2 separate regions of the Ovis aries genome follow, and region 1 is linked to region 2. A link is a contact called in public Hi-C data. All regions are on one chromosome and are shown on one strand. Each heading gives the region's core, a stretch centred on a gene start, on an enhancer-like site or on the middle of the called end of the contact. The rest is flanking DNA. Distances are from core to core; before and after follow the strand shown. Region 1 holds the start of JDP2 (Jun dimerization protein 2). Region 2 has its middle 41 kb from the start of FOS.

Region 1 (6,664 bases), core at 2,399-4,898, 91 kb before region 2:
AAAGAATGTAGCTTGCCCTCAGCCCTGGCTCTGACTCCTCAAGTTGAGCTGGGCCTGAATGAATACAGAGCAGGCCAACCTAGAGTCTGCACTGGCCCCTTCTTTCCAGAGCAGAACTGGAAACAGAGACACTTGTGTCAGAGACAGCCCCATTGCAACACCAGCAACCCCACGACAAACAAGGCCTAGAAAGCCTAGCCCATCTCAGGGTTCTGCCAAGAGTCTGGCAGGTTGGAAAAGATGCCTAAACATCCTGCAAACAGGTGGGAGAGGCAATGACAGATGCTGGTGGCTGCAAAAGCTAGGCAGCAAGTGAATGGAGAGATTCTTGTCCAAGTTCTTCCTTGGGGAACACTGTCACCAGTTATCAACACATCTCCTTTGAGGTGGCTGCAACCAACCCAGGAGAAAAGTCAGAAGCCTCTACATCCATGCCTTCTGAGTGAAAGTGAAAGTGTTAGCTGCTCAGTCGTGTCCGACTCTTTGCAAACTCATGGACTGTAGCCTGCCAGGCTCCTCTGTCCATGGAATTCTCCAGGCAAGAATACTGGAGTGGGTAGCCATTCCCTTCTCCAGGGGGTCTTCCCGACCCAGGGATCAAACCTGGGTCTCCTGCATTGCAGGCAGGTTCTTTACCATCTCAACCAATTCATGCCTTCTAGCTGCCCTTCAAATCTCACAGCACCCAGCTCTTCAAGAAGATTCTGGGGCTACCTACAGCTCTGAACCAAAGCCAGAGTAGAAGGGGAACAGGAGAGTCTTTGAGAAATCAGTTCTCCATGTTTTAAACAAGGAGAAATCTTAACCAGCCCGAGGCACGAGAACAGATCGTGCTTCTCTTCCCTGGTTGTCAGGTTTATATAAAATCAGAGCCATGCTCACACCTGATACTTGGCTAAACTCTCCCCTAGAAACCTGTGAAGGAAGATAAGGCGTCCATCCAAAACTGCAGCCAGATTGGCAGGGAAGATGAAAGCAATGGGAGGTGTTTTTAAAAACCCTGGGGGAAGGCAGATGACATGTGAACACAGTTTTCTGCAAGGTCTTAAAGGACAAGCGGGCTCCCAAGCATAGTTCCAAGCTCCAGTTTCTCATGTTCCCCAAACCAAGACCCTGAGGACAGTCCACCGAGATTTAAAGGTGGGAACACACACCAGCCTGCAAACTTTTTTGAGAAGCTGACCTGAACCCAGCTGCTGTGAGCACGTGTGGTCAGGCCACAGCCCAGTGTCCTAGATGTCAGTCCTAGATGCCATGCACAGTGGGCAAGGGTCAAGCAACCTTGCCCTCCCAGCTGACCCAAGGGATCAGTCGAGTTCTTCCACCAGCCTCTCCATCTTCAGCTGCAAGGACAGCCCATCCTCCCTGCCGAAGAGCAGAGGGCCTCCCTGTCCACCCCCGACCCCACCACTGACCCAGGCAAAACTTGGAACTGCAACCCCGGGATTAGGGGTCCAGGCCGTGTTAAGTCCTAACCTTTGAGGCTCTTTTGAGGGGCGAGGCAGGAGAGAACCGTCTAAACTGGGCTGGGCAGGAGAGGAGGGGCTGGTTACCTAGCGCAGCCGGCTTGACTCCTTATGTAACCTGGCTTGGCAGTTGTGGGAGCCCAAAAGGGACTTGGCCGCCCCTAGACACACCCCCACCCCCTCTCCGAGAGGGGGAGTCCCGGAGCAATAGCCCTGAGGAAAACCCTCTTCATTGTACGGAGAGCCAGCCCTTGTCAGCGCCCTCTTCCAGGTCCTCAGGGAGCCGCGCTTCCTCCCTGAGAAGGGGAGGGGCGGGCACGACTTGCCAGCAGGTCCCTGTCATCCCTCCACCACCAGCACCCTTGCACCTCCCGGGCCTTCAACCCTCCATCTCCACCCCAGGGCAATCTTCTCCCCACTCACCCGCCTTCCCCGCCGCGCGAGAGCACCTCCCTGCAAAACGGACGGGGGAGGAGAGCGCGGGAGGGAGGCAGAGAGAGAGCCTCGGCCGTCCCGGGAGCGGACGGAGCCTCCCGTCCCAGGGCGGGAACCAAAGAGAAAGCCACCCACTCGCGGGCGCTTAGCGGGAGCGTGTCCGGGCTGCAGAGCGCCCCCCTTGCCGGGGCCGCGCGGGCTCCCAAGGCTGCGGGAGCCTCCCCGAGGGGCTCGGGTTCCGGGGGCTCCGGCGCGCCTCGCCCGCGCTGGGAGGTGTGGAGTGTGCGGCCGTCCCAGGTGCCCGCGCCCGGCGCGCCCCACCCCGCCCTCCCGCCCGGCTCCCCCCGGCGCGCGCGCCCTCGCACCCACCGTGCAGAAGCCGCGGGCGGAGGCGGCGCCCCCGGGGCCAGGGCCCTGCTGCAGGCGCCGTGCCCGCTCAGCGCCGCTGCCGCCCGGCCGCCGAGCTCCGCCCGGTGCCCAGGCCCGTCCCGGCCCGGGAGCCGCCGCGGCGCCAGCCCAGCCGCCGCCGCCGCCGCCGCCGCTGCAGCGCCCCCCCTCCGTCGCGGCCGCCGAGCGTCCCTCCCGCAGGCTGTGGCGGGCGGCGGGACGGGTTGCATCAGCCCCGGCTATATAGCGGCCCCTGGGCGGCGGGGAGGGGTCGGGAATGCGGAACCGGCCGGGCTGCCAGCTCCAGACGTCAGAGGGGGACGGAGAGGAAGGGAAGGAGGGGACAGGGGAGGACCGGGGGCGGGGGGGGGGGGGTGGCGGTGTGCATCGGGCGCTTCACACCCACTGACCTTCACCTCCCCCGCCGCCTCTCGCGCCCTCCTCCCGCAGCTCCTCACGTTCATCTCCCCCCGGGGGGGCGGCTCCGGCCCCGCAGCGCCTGCCCCGGCTCCATCGCGTTCCCCCCCCGCCCCGCCTCCCCCCAGGCTCTCCAAGCCCGCGCGGTGTAGGAGCGCGCGCGAGGAAGCAGGACGCGGCCGGGCGATTATGTAAGAGCATCCCCCGCGCACCGCCGCCCGGCTTCCACCGCGAGACATGAGCTCTGGCCGGGAGAACTGAGAAGGCGGCGGCAGGACAAGTCCAGAGCCCCTTGGAGAGCAGACGTAGCGTGTGTTGAACCATCTTCCTCAATCCTTAGCTCTTTTTTCCCCCCCCAAACCGAGAGAGAGAGAGAGAGAGAGAATTTCAACACATTTTCATCCTTGGACACTTCAGCACTGAGTGAGGAAATATCTCGCAAGCCTGTTTCATTTTTTTATAGAAGGATGGGCAGAGGACCAAGGCGTTTGTTGGGTGCTTCTCCCCCCGACCCACTAGCCCACTTGGCCACTTCAGCTGTCCTTAAGCCCCAGGGTGGTGGTTCACTTGGAGAGACCGGCCTTCCTTGGGCAGCAACCTGAGCCCCTTTCCCTTTCCCAGTGGCTCACACAGTTTGCCCCCTAGTCTTTTCCACCCAGGGACACTCCTGTGAGCAGCCCAGACCTCAGCCCACCCCAAATGGCCTTCTTCCCCATGACAACTTCCATTGCCAACTGTACTCCTACCTTCATCCTCCTAGAGTGGCAGATGGTTAAGGGCAACTCCAGAGGAAATGTGTCCTCCCCGGTGCCTTCAGTGTATAAAGGCACAGAGACCCTGAGCCCTCAAGCACGCATGTGGCGCCCAAGACCTTGGCTTCGTGGTTTCTGTCCCCTTCCTCCAGACCTCTGGGCGCTCACTCAACCCTCTGCCTTTCTGCCTCAGCCAGAGAGGAGTGACAGTGTTTATATTCGGCGACCTTCAGCCTCTTTCTCAGGGTGATGTCAGATCATCACCCGCAGAAGAAAGGAAGTGAAAGAAAAAGTTCATGCCTTCTTGGAGTGCAGATGCTCAGAGTGAAAGAAACAACAAGCCTTGAGACAGATGGGAGCAAGCGAGCAGAGCCTAGCGAGCAGCTCTTTCACAGGAGGACAGTGAGGTCCTATTCTCCTTATGGCCCCAGTGCAGGAAAGTATTTCTGGATTAGAGGACTGGTGTTATGGCAGGAAAGACAGAGCAAATCCCCATGATACTGACCATTTTCACCTTCAATGACAGCTCTCTCCCTCAAAGCATTGAAGTTAGCAAGCAAAAAGAAAGTAAGGCCCTGAAAGAAGGTACAATGGAAAATGAGTGGTAATTTGATAGTCTTGTGAAAGAACATGACTCTCAGCTCCAGAAAGGTCAACTGTACCTTTTCTATAGCATAAAGATCAAAGCTGGGTACTGTGAAACCAGCTTACGTTGTTTCCCCGAGACTGAAGTCTGGAGTTATATGGAAGAAAACACTGAACAGGGAGAATGTTACTCTGTGCATCTTCATCTGAGACTTTGGAAAAACAAACTGATCTATGCGTTGTTCAGTTGCTCAGTCATGTCCAACTCTGCAGCCCCATGGACTGTAGCATGCATGCCAGGCTTCCCTGTCCTTCCCTATCTCCGGGAGTTTGCTCAAACTCATGTCCATTCAGTCGATGATGCTGATCTATGTGTGGGACTAATAATTAGTGTGTGTGGTTAGAGCAGTCCTCTCCAGGGTTGACTGGGCCACTGGCAGGCCAACTGGGCCTTTGCTTCATTCACAAATAAAATGCACTACAGGGGTGGCACCGAGCGGTAACTTGGAGGTCTTTAGCTCCTTCCATCTCCCTATAATATCCATTAGGTCTCCTCCATTATTTGATATGGATGCTTTTAAATTTTAAGACCTCCAGCCACATGGTCCCCTACTAGGCTCTTCTGCATAGTCATTGCCTCTGGAAGTCTCTGGAGGGAGACGATAAATTGGCCCATTTATGTTTGTGTTGGTCTGCTTCTCCTTGCCTTGCTGTTGGAACTGATCTACCACTGGCTCTTGGGGATGGACAAGTGACCTAGGCTAAAGCAGTTTAAATGTAGGCTTCCTATTCCTTGCAACTAAAAAAGTCCTGGTTAATACATCCAGCCCTGGTCAATGCATTGCCTCAGAGCCTGCCATGTGTCCCAGGTGAGCCTGATGAGACTAGCAATTTTGTGGACCTGCTGGGAAGAGAAGCTACCAAAAGTTGGACCTGAATCTGCCAGAAGCTACCATGTAAGAGAATTTACTGAGAGTGAAGCTAATGCAAAGAAGAGTAGAGAGGAGAATAACCAAGCCGTGGAGGTCAAGACAAATCAAGTTCAGATGGCATTGTCTGGGTTCTTCAATGCAGCCAGACCTGACATTATTCCTGCCTCTGGCATTTTTAGTTGTAGAAAGCTGTACATTATATCTTACCTAAGGCAGTTTGAATTTAGGTTTCCTATTCCTTGCAGCTAGAAAAGTCCTGATTAATATACTCTGTTTTGCTTTTCTGACTTATTTAGGTATTGTGTTTTAAAACTTAAAGGACAGTGATGAATCTCAGCCTGTGTGTGCTTAGTTGCTCAGTCATGTCCGACTCTTTGGGACCCCAAGGACAGTAGCCTGGCAGGCTCCTATGTTCATGGAATTCTCCAGGCAAGAATACTGAAGTGGATAGCACTCCCGTCGCCAGGGCATCTTCCCGACCCAGGGATCGAACCCTGGGTATCCTGCATTGCGGGCAGATTCTTTACTGTCTGAGCCACCAGGGAAGCTCTGATGAATCCCAACCTCTTTGCAAACAGGAAAAAGTGAACCGGCAAGGTAAAATAATTAATTGCCCACACCTGTTCCTCCACTGTTAGTGAAGGAAGTGGTAATTCAGAGTAAACAACCAATTAAACTAGTCTTCATGCTGAGAATTTATTGAAATTATATTTTGTGCCTGTGAGTTACACAAAGTTTAAGACATGATTCCTCACCTGTCCCTACCTCCCCTCTAGTTAGGAAGGATGACATGAACACTAATAAACTGCTAGACTGAGAGTAACTAAAATCTACTGAGTGACACTGACTATAAGCAACGTAGGAGTTCAGAGAGGATGGTTGCACAATAGAAAAATCATTCATTTGTTGTTCCATTCTCTACTCAACCTGTACAGACCAAAAATTGCAAACTAGCAGCTGCCAGGGTGAATTTGGCTTTGCTGGCTCAACCTTAAACTCCTTTTTTTTTTTTAACTTATTGAAGATTTCAAAAATCTCGATTGCTGTGCTTTTGAAAAAAAATCAAAGGTAACATACAATAATCAGCTTAAGAAATATACCTGGGCTTCCTTGGTGGCTCAGAGGTAAAGAATCCACCTGCCAATGCAGGAGAAACGGGTCCAATCCCTGGTCGGGGAGGATCACACATGCTGTGGAGCAACTGAGCCCATGTACCACACTACTGAGCCTGTGCTCCAAAGCCCGAGAATCACAACTCCTGAGCCCACAGGCTGCAGCTACTGGATCCTGCATGTCCTGGAGCCTGAGAGCCACAGTAAGAGAAGTCGCTGCAATGGGAAGCCTACGCACCACGACAAAGAGTAGCCCCACTCACCACAACTAGAGAAAAGTTGCGTAGCAACAAAGACCCAACACAGCCAAAAATAGATAAATAAAATTTTATATGTATATAAAAAGAAACAGACTCACAGACTTAGCGAACAAACATGGTTGGGGGTGCATAGCGGGGAGGGATAGTTGGGGAATTTGGAATTGATGTGTACACATTGCTATATTTTAAGTGAATAATCAGAGGGACCTACTATATATCACAAGGAACTCTGCTCAACATTATATAACAACCTAAAAGGGAAAAGAATTTGAAAAAGAATAGATACATGTATAACTGAACCACTTTGCTGTATACCTG
Region 2 (7,091 bases), core at 3,918-6,417:
GTGCATCCACTCACACTGTCCTGGGTCCTGAGCTTCGCGCTAGAAACAGAACAGAAAGAACGCTGCACTCGTCCCATTTACAGTTCATGGGGAAGAGGCAGAAAATACCAAGTGTGTGAACCCCGGAGGGGCGGAGGGGAAGAAAAGCAAGGCAAGGAAGACAGGCTCGCAGGTCTGGTCGAGGTGCATCTCTGGGTCCAGGGTGCCCTGAGGCTTTGGAGAAGGGAGAGTTATTCTGCACGAGGGGTGGAGGGAGACTGGGGGTTCCCACGGAATCCAGGTAAGGAGGTGGGGGGAGGGAAAGGAAGGGGCAAGCTGCGTGCTGGGGACCTGCCCTAGAACACTCGCCTCCCTCAAGTTTCAGGGAAAGCCATAGTGCATAGAGACAAAACATTGAAGAGCTTAGTTTCTTATGGAAAAATAAATGAAGAGGCCGCGATTCATATTGGGGTTAAAACACACATGGGCCCAGAAGTGAGAGAGAGTGAGGTACCCTGAGAACTAAAAATGGTTCATTCCCCCAGAGCCCAAAGCCTGAGGTGGGAAGGGGGAAGAAGGGGGCCCCTGGGGGCGGCAGGACAGCGGGGCCCCTCCCTCATACAGCTCAAGGCCACGTGCTTCACTCCCAGGTACAGTCCCAGCCTCTTTGCCTCTTTTCTGTGATTACTCCTGCCTCATACAGCTCAAGGCCACGTGCTTCACTCCCAGGTACAGTCCCAGCCTCTCTGCCTCTTTTCTGTGATTACTTCAAGTGTGAGCACGGTGACCCAGACCTTGCAGAGTCCCACCTCAGAGTCGGGTCGATGTCCCTGCCACCCTGTGGCAGGACTCGGGAAGCCTCCTCTGAGAGGGCCAAGGACACCTGGCCCTCTGCTAATAATGCCCTTTCATGGGCATCAGGGGCCCCGGAGGCAGGACGGCAAGCATTTTCCCCCAGCGGCCACCTGCCCTGCCCTTGGACTTGAAGTTCACCCTGTGGTGACGCGGCCAGCTCTGGGCAGTGACTAAGCTGGGTTTGAGGCGAGTCTTTCCTTGATGGGCAGTGAATCCTTGGAAAAAGCCCACTCCCTCTGCAGGGGGTTTCTTCCCCATCTGTGGTTGGCTCATGCTGCAGTCATAGATTCCATGCTGTCCTCTTCCCCATTTTCTAAAGCCCCTTGAAATCCTGTTCCTGTGGGGAATGGAAGGCAGCTCTTGCCAGCCAGAACGCAACTCTCCATCACTCCGATCTTCCACCCTTGAGCTCCGCAGGCCTCCTGCCTTCCAGGCGCTGGAGCACCCAGGCCTGTCACTGCCGCACCCCCCATCTCTCTGGAGCCCTTCACCTGGTCAGCTGGGGGACAGACAAGAAACAACTGCAATCCAGTATGACATACACCCTAATGGGGGTCAGCCCAGGGCCCTGTGGGCTTAAAGAATATTCTCAACCTAATTAAAAGTGAAGAGTTAACATTTTATTCAGCAGAAATGTTTAGGACTTAAGCCCAGAAGACAGCATCTGAAGTAACCCTGAAAAAAAACTGCTCCAAGGAGATAAGGGGAGGAGCCAAATTACATAGAAGTTTTGCAACAAAGGTCAGAAGATTATCATTAAGGAAAACCAGATATCCCAAGTTAAGGAATTTAGTACTTTTCTACATGGAGGAAGGTGCAAGAGTCTGGGCTCACTGATATCATTCCTTTCATATGTACCTCAGCTATCTGGGGCCGGTACCCTGTGTTTTTACATCCTGAGCTTCCTCTCCTCAGGGCTCACCATAGGGAGTGATTGTGATCTGAATGGCTGCTAGATAGCAAATGACCATTATATCTACTGCTGTGGGCAAGAATTTCTTAGAGGAAACGGAGTAGCCCTCATAGTCAACAAGAGTCTGAAATGCAGTACTTGGGTGCAATCTCAAAAGAGACAATAATCTCAGTTCATTTTCAAGACAAACCATTCAACATCACAGTAATCCAAGTCTATGCCCCAACCACTAATGACGAAGAAGCTGAAGTTGAACGGTTCTATGAAGACCTACAACACCTTCTAGAACTAACAACAAAAAAAGATATCCTTTTCATCATAGGAAATTGGAATGCAAAAGTAGGAAGTCAAGAGATACCTGGAGTAACAGCAAGTTTGGCCCTGGAGTGAAAAATGAAGCAGGGCAAAGGTTAACGGAGTTTTGTCAAGGGAACACATTTGTCATCGGAAATATCCTTTTCCAGCAACCCAAAAAATGACTCTACACATGGACATCCCCAGATGGTCAACACCTATATCAAATTGATGATGTTCTTTGCAGCCAGTGATAGAGAAGCTCTATACAGTCAGCAAAAAAAAAAGACAGGGAGCTGACTTTGGCTCAGATCATGAGTTCATTATTGCAAAATTCAGGCTTGTATTGAAGAAAGTAGGGAAAACCACTAAGCCATTCAGGTATGACCTAAATCAAATTCCTTATGATTATACAGTGGAGGTGACAAATAGATTCAGAGGATTAGCTCTGATAAACAGAGTGCCTGAAGAACTATGGATGGAGATTCATAACATTGTACAGGAGGCAGTGGCCAAAACCATCCCAAAGAAAAAGAAACGCAAGAAGGTAAAGTAGTTATCAGAGGAGGTTTTACAGATAGCTAAGGAAAGAAGAAAAGCAAAAGGCAAGGGAGAAAGGGAAACATATACCCAACACTCAGCTGAAAGCAGAGTTCCAAGGATGCAAGGATGAGTACAACTAAGGACAATAAGGACCTAACAGAAGCAGAAGAGATTAAGAAGAGGTGGCAAGAATACACAGAAGAGCTATACAAAAAAGGTCTTCATGACCCAGATAACCACAATGGTGTGATCACACATCTGGAGCCGGACATCCTGGAGAGTGAAGTCAAGTGGGCCTTAGGAAGCATCACTACGAACAAAGCTAGTGGAGGTGATGGAATTTCAGCTAACTGTTTAAAATCATGAAAGATGATGCCACCAAAGTGCTGCACTCAATATGTCAGCAAATTTGGAGAACTCAGCAGTGACCATAGGACTGGAAAAGGTCAGCTTTCATTCCAATCCCCAAGAAGGGCAATACCAAGAATGTTCACACTACTATACATTTGTGCTCCTTTCACATGCTAGCATGGTTATGCTCAAATCCTTCGAGCTAGGCTTCGGCAGTTTGTGAACCTAGAACTTCCAGATGTACAATGTGGGTTTAGAAAAGGAAGAAGCAGAGATCAAATTGCCAATATCCATTAGATCACGGAGAAAGCAAGGGAGTTCTGGAAAAACATCTACTTCTGCTCACTGACTATGCTAAAACTTTTGGCTGTGTGTAGTGAAAGCCCCTCAGTCGTGTCTGACTCTTTGTGACCCCCATGGACTATACAATCCATGGAATTCTCCAGGCTAGAATATTGGAGTGGGTAGCCTTCCCCTTCTCCAGGGGATCTTCCCAACCCAGGGATCAAACCCAGGTCTCCCACATTGCAGGTGGATTCTTTACCAACTGAGCTATGAGGGAACCCCCTTTGACTGTGTGGATCACAACAAAGTGTGGAAAATTCTTAAAGAAATGGGAATACCAGACCACCTTACTCACCTCCTGAGAAACCTGTATGTATGCAAATCAAGAAGCAACAGTTATTAATAGAACTGCACATGGAACAACTGACTGATTCAAAATTGGGAAAGGAGTATGACAGGCTGTATATTGTTGCCCTGCTTATTTAACTTACGTGCAGAGTAAATCGTACAAAATGCTGGGAAGGATGACTCACAAGCTGGAATGAAGATTGTCGGGAGAAATATCAACAACCTCAAATATACAGATGATACCACTCTAATGGCAGAAAATGAAGAGGAACTAAAGAGCCTCTTGATGAGAGTGAAAGAGGAGAGTGAAAAAGATGACCTGAAACTCAACACTGAGAAAACTAAGATCATGTCATCTGGTCCCATCACTTCATGACAAATAGATGGGGGAAAGTGGAAACAGTGACAGATTTTATTTTCTTGAGCACCAAAATCACTGCAGATGGTGACTGCAGCCAAGAAATTAAAAGACGCTTGCTCCTTGGAAGAAAAGCTAAGACAAACCTGCATATTAAAAAGCAGAGATATCACTTTACCAACAGAGGTCCATATCGTCAAAGCTATGGTTTTTCCAGCAGTCATGTGGAAAGTGACATGGAATGTGACAGTTTGTTCTTAAAGAAGGTTGTGTATGTGTTAGTCACTCAGTCATGTCCGACTCTGCGACCCCACGGACTGTAGCCCGCCAGGCTTCTCTATCCATGGAATTCTCCAGGCAAGAATACTGGAGTGGATTGCCATTCCCTTCTCCATCCTGAATATTCATTGGAAGGTCTGTTGCTGAAGCTGAAGTTCCAATTATTTGGCCACTTGATGTGAAGAGCCAACTCCTTGCAAAAGAATGTGACGCTGGGAGAGATTGGAAGCAAAAGGAGAAAGGGGCAGCAGAGGATGAGACGGTTAGACAGCATCACTGACTCAGCGGACAAGAATTTGAGCAAACTCTGAGAGACAGTGTAGGACAGAGGAGCCTGGAGTGCTGCAATCCCTGCGGTCCCAAAGGGTAAGACACGGCTGTAGCAACACAGCAACAGCAACAACAGATTGCAGGTATTCGCCTCCTTCCTGAATTCCCTTAGGGCTCACAGGCTCACGTTAGAGGGCTGCAATCACTGATGCCCGTGACATCTTTGTTTACTGATACAGCAGGAAATATTCCATTTCTTAGCCCTCTGGGGACCTGGACACTGGGGCACATAAACCAACCTGGGTAGGCTGGGAAAGGCTGCCCAGAGCTGGAGGCAGGTAATTGTAGAATTAGGCCCTTGAGTCCAGTTAGCCTGGCCAAGAAGTAGGGCCAGGACAGTTCACAGAGATGCACAGACATGAGAAAGAAGGAGTATCAGGGTCTGATGAGCAGGCTGGCCTGGTGAGCTACACACTTGCTTACATTTCTACACCCTGATGAACTCAGACATGGCTGTGGGACTTGCCTGGTCAATGAAATTTGAGCAGCGGTGACATCCATGTCACTTCCAGACAGAAATGCATGGCTCAAGAGCCAGCGTCCTCTCTCCTCGCCTCTGTATTAGTGGAAGCGCATGTCAAGCCAGAGTTTTCATCAGCCTGTGTCCCTAAGGGACTGAATTGAACAGAGCCCCCTGCTGGTCTGAATGGCCATGTAATGTGAGCAAGAAATGAACTTGCTGGCTCACTCACTGCAGCAACCCCCAGCCTGTTCCTAACTGATACCATTGGCCTGGCTACATAAGCTTATATGGGGAGGTATCAGCGTGCAAGCCTGCATATGTGTGCAGTCAGCTAGATCTCCTATTACTCTTTTTCAAGAGCTCACATAGATCGGAATCCTGATCTTTGTCATTTACTAGTTCTGAGTCCTTGAACAGTTTAGTAAAACCCTTTGAACCTAATTGATGGCTCAGAGGTTAAAGCCTCTGCCTACAATGTGGGAGACCTGCGTTCAATCCCTGGGTCAGGAAGATCCCCTGGAGAAGAAAATGGCAACCCACTCCAGTATTCTTGCCTGGAGAATCCCATGGACGGAGGAGCCTGGTGGGCTACAGTCCACAGGGTCGCAAAGAGTCAGACACGACTACGCGACTTCACTTTCACTTTATCCATCTATAAACAGAAAATAATGAAAATAATTTTACCTACTTCACAAGGCTGTTGTGTTTCCTGAGCAAATGAATGCTGGGTTTTCCCTATCCCCCATTATGATGCTTGGACCACCTGTTCCAAGTCACCAGAATACTTGTTTAAAATGCAAATCCCTCACCCCTGCCCCAGACCTACTGAATCCGAATTTCTGCGGGTGAGTCCAGACATCTGTGCTTTTAGAAAGCACTCCAGGTAGTATTTCTCATGCTGGAGTTTAAGAACCACTATCCTTAAGGCTTTGATGGATAGTCCAGACCTCTGCAGGGAGGAAGGATCATTGAATGGAGGGTGACTTTTGGTCTGAGGCCAAGAATCTTTGGCCTGCCACTGACCTAGGTGGCTGCAGTGCCTTGGATAAAAGCCAAAGGTTTAAAAGCCCTGTATTACTTAGAGATCAAGTCACCCCACTTGAAGCCAGCCCGGTTTGTACAAGCCCAGCATTAGTCAGCCCTCTGCAGCCAGCCTGGTAGAGCTTTCTGTGAGATGTCCTTCTCTAGGCATTGCCTTCAGCAAGGTAGCTCTCCCCTCCTTACCCACCTGGCTTAGGAAGGCTCAACCTCTTGGGGCTTTTGCTACCAGTTCCTTTTCCTTCCAGGCAAGCCTGATTCTTAAGAGACTCTGTAAAATTGAGGCCAGGGAGATGACTGCAAGATTAGACCCTGGGATGTAGCCTTCTGAGTATATAGAGCTATCCAAAGGCCACAGAGGAGAAAGAAAGATGCTCCAAGTCACCTATACGACTGCCCAGCCAGGCCCAGCCGCTTGCTCTGCTGTCAGCTTCCTCCCAACACATGCTACCGCCGTATGACTCTTCCGAAGCTCTGCTCCACACATGCGCTCGAGAGCACACATGTGGCTCCTGATTCCCTGCCCGGGGAATCAGGTCTTAACTTCTTGCTCTGGCTTTCAGAACCTCCGAGTCACACTGCACTTTGTCTTTCTAATCCATTCTCCCCCTGCTTTCTCAACCGACTAAGTTCTCTCCTCCCTCGCCCTGTGACTCACCTGGGCTGATCACCTGTAGCAGATGCTGCTGGTGCCCTACCCAGACCCCTCCCTGTTTCTAGGCTGGCACCCCATCCCCTGGTACAAGGCACAAAAGACTGGCCCTCTGTCTCCAGGGAGGGCAAGCCTGCAGTGCCAGCCCCTCGCCAGAGCTCCTGTTATGCCTCAGCAGAACCTCATCTTTGCCTGGCCTCTTTTCCCTTCACCTATCCTGTTTTCCTCACTTTCTCCGAGACGTTTCTATAGAGAGAACCCCCTTGAAAATCACTCCCACAAGAATCCCTCGATAGGGCTTTGCTCCCAGAAAGCTTCACCTGAGGCTCTCCTGTCATCTGGGAAGTTACCTTGAGGAGAGGGTAGCCACCAATTTTACCTCCAGGCAGGCAAACTCAGAGGT

Evidence for each region. Hi-C and Micro-C count contacts between places; a contact is called where the count stands out from the background.
Region 1: a Hi-C map of hypothalamus shows a contact between it and region 2, with 4 times the contacts expected there. The contact joins the promoter of JDP2 here to the enhancer-like site in region 2. A contact is called at or near these places in 6 of 16 Hi-C or Micro-C datasets (blood, hypothalamus, omental adipose tissue and 1 more).

The regions. Positions count from the first base shown.
Region 1 is chr7:84,698,812-84,705,475 of ARS-UI_Ramb_v3.0, reverse strand. It overlaps JDP2 (Jun dimerization protein 2), which reads right to left and starts at 3,648. Exons shown (of 5, transcript XM_042253081.1): 1 at 3,452-3,648.
Region 2 is chr7:84,608,712-84,615,802 of ARS-UI_Ramb_v3.0, reverse strand. No RefSeq gene overlaps it. Among named protein-coding and RNA genes, the nearest start is that of FOS, 41 kb to the right of the region's middle. Within about 2 kb of position 5,167, at least 13 of the 54 cell types and tissues checked have an H3K27ac peak or open chromatin away from gene starts, as enhancers often do. A contact at or near this core is called in hypothalamus and tail adipose tissue, where this site is marked.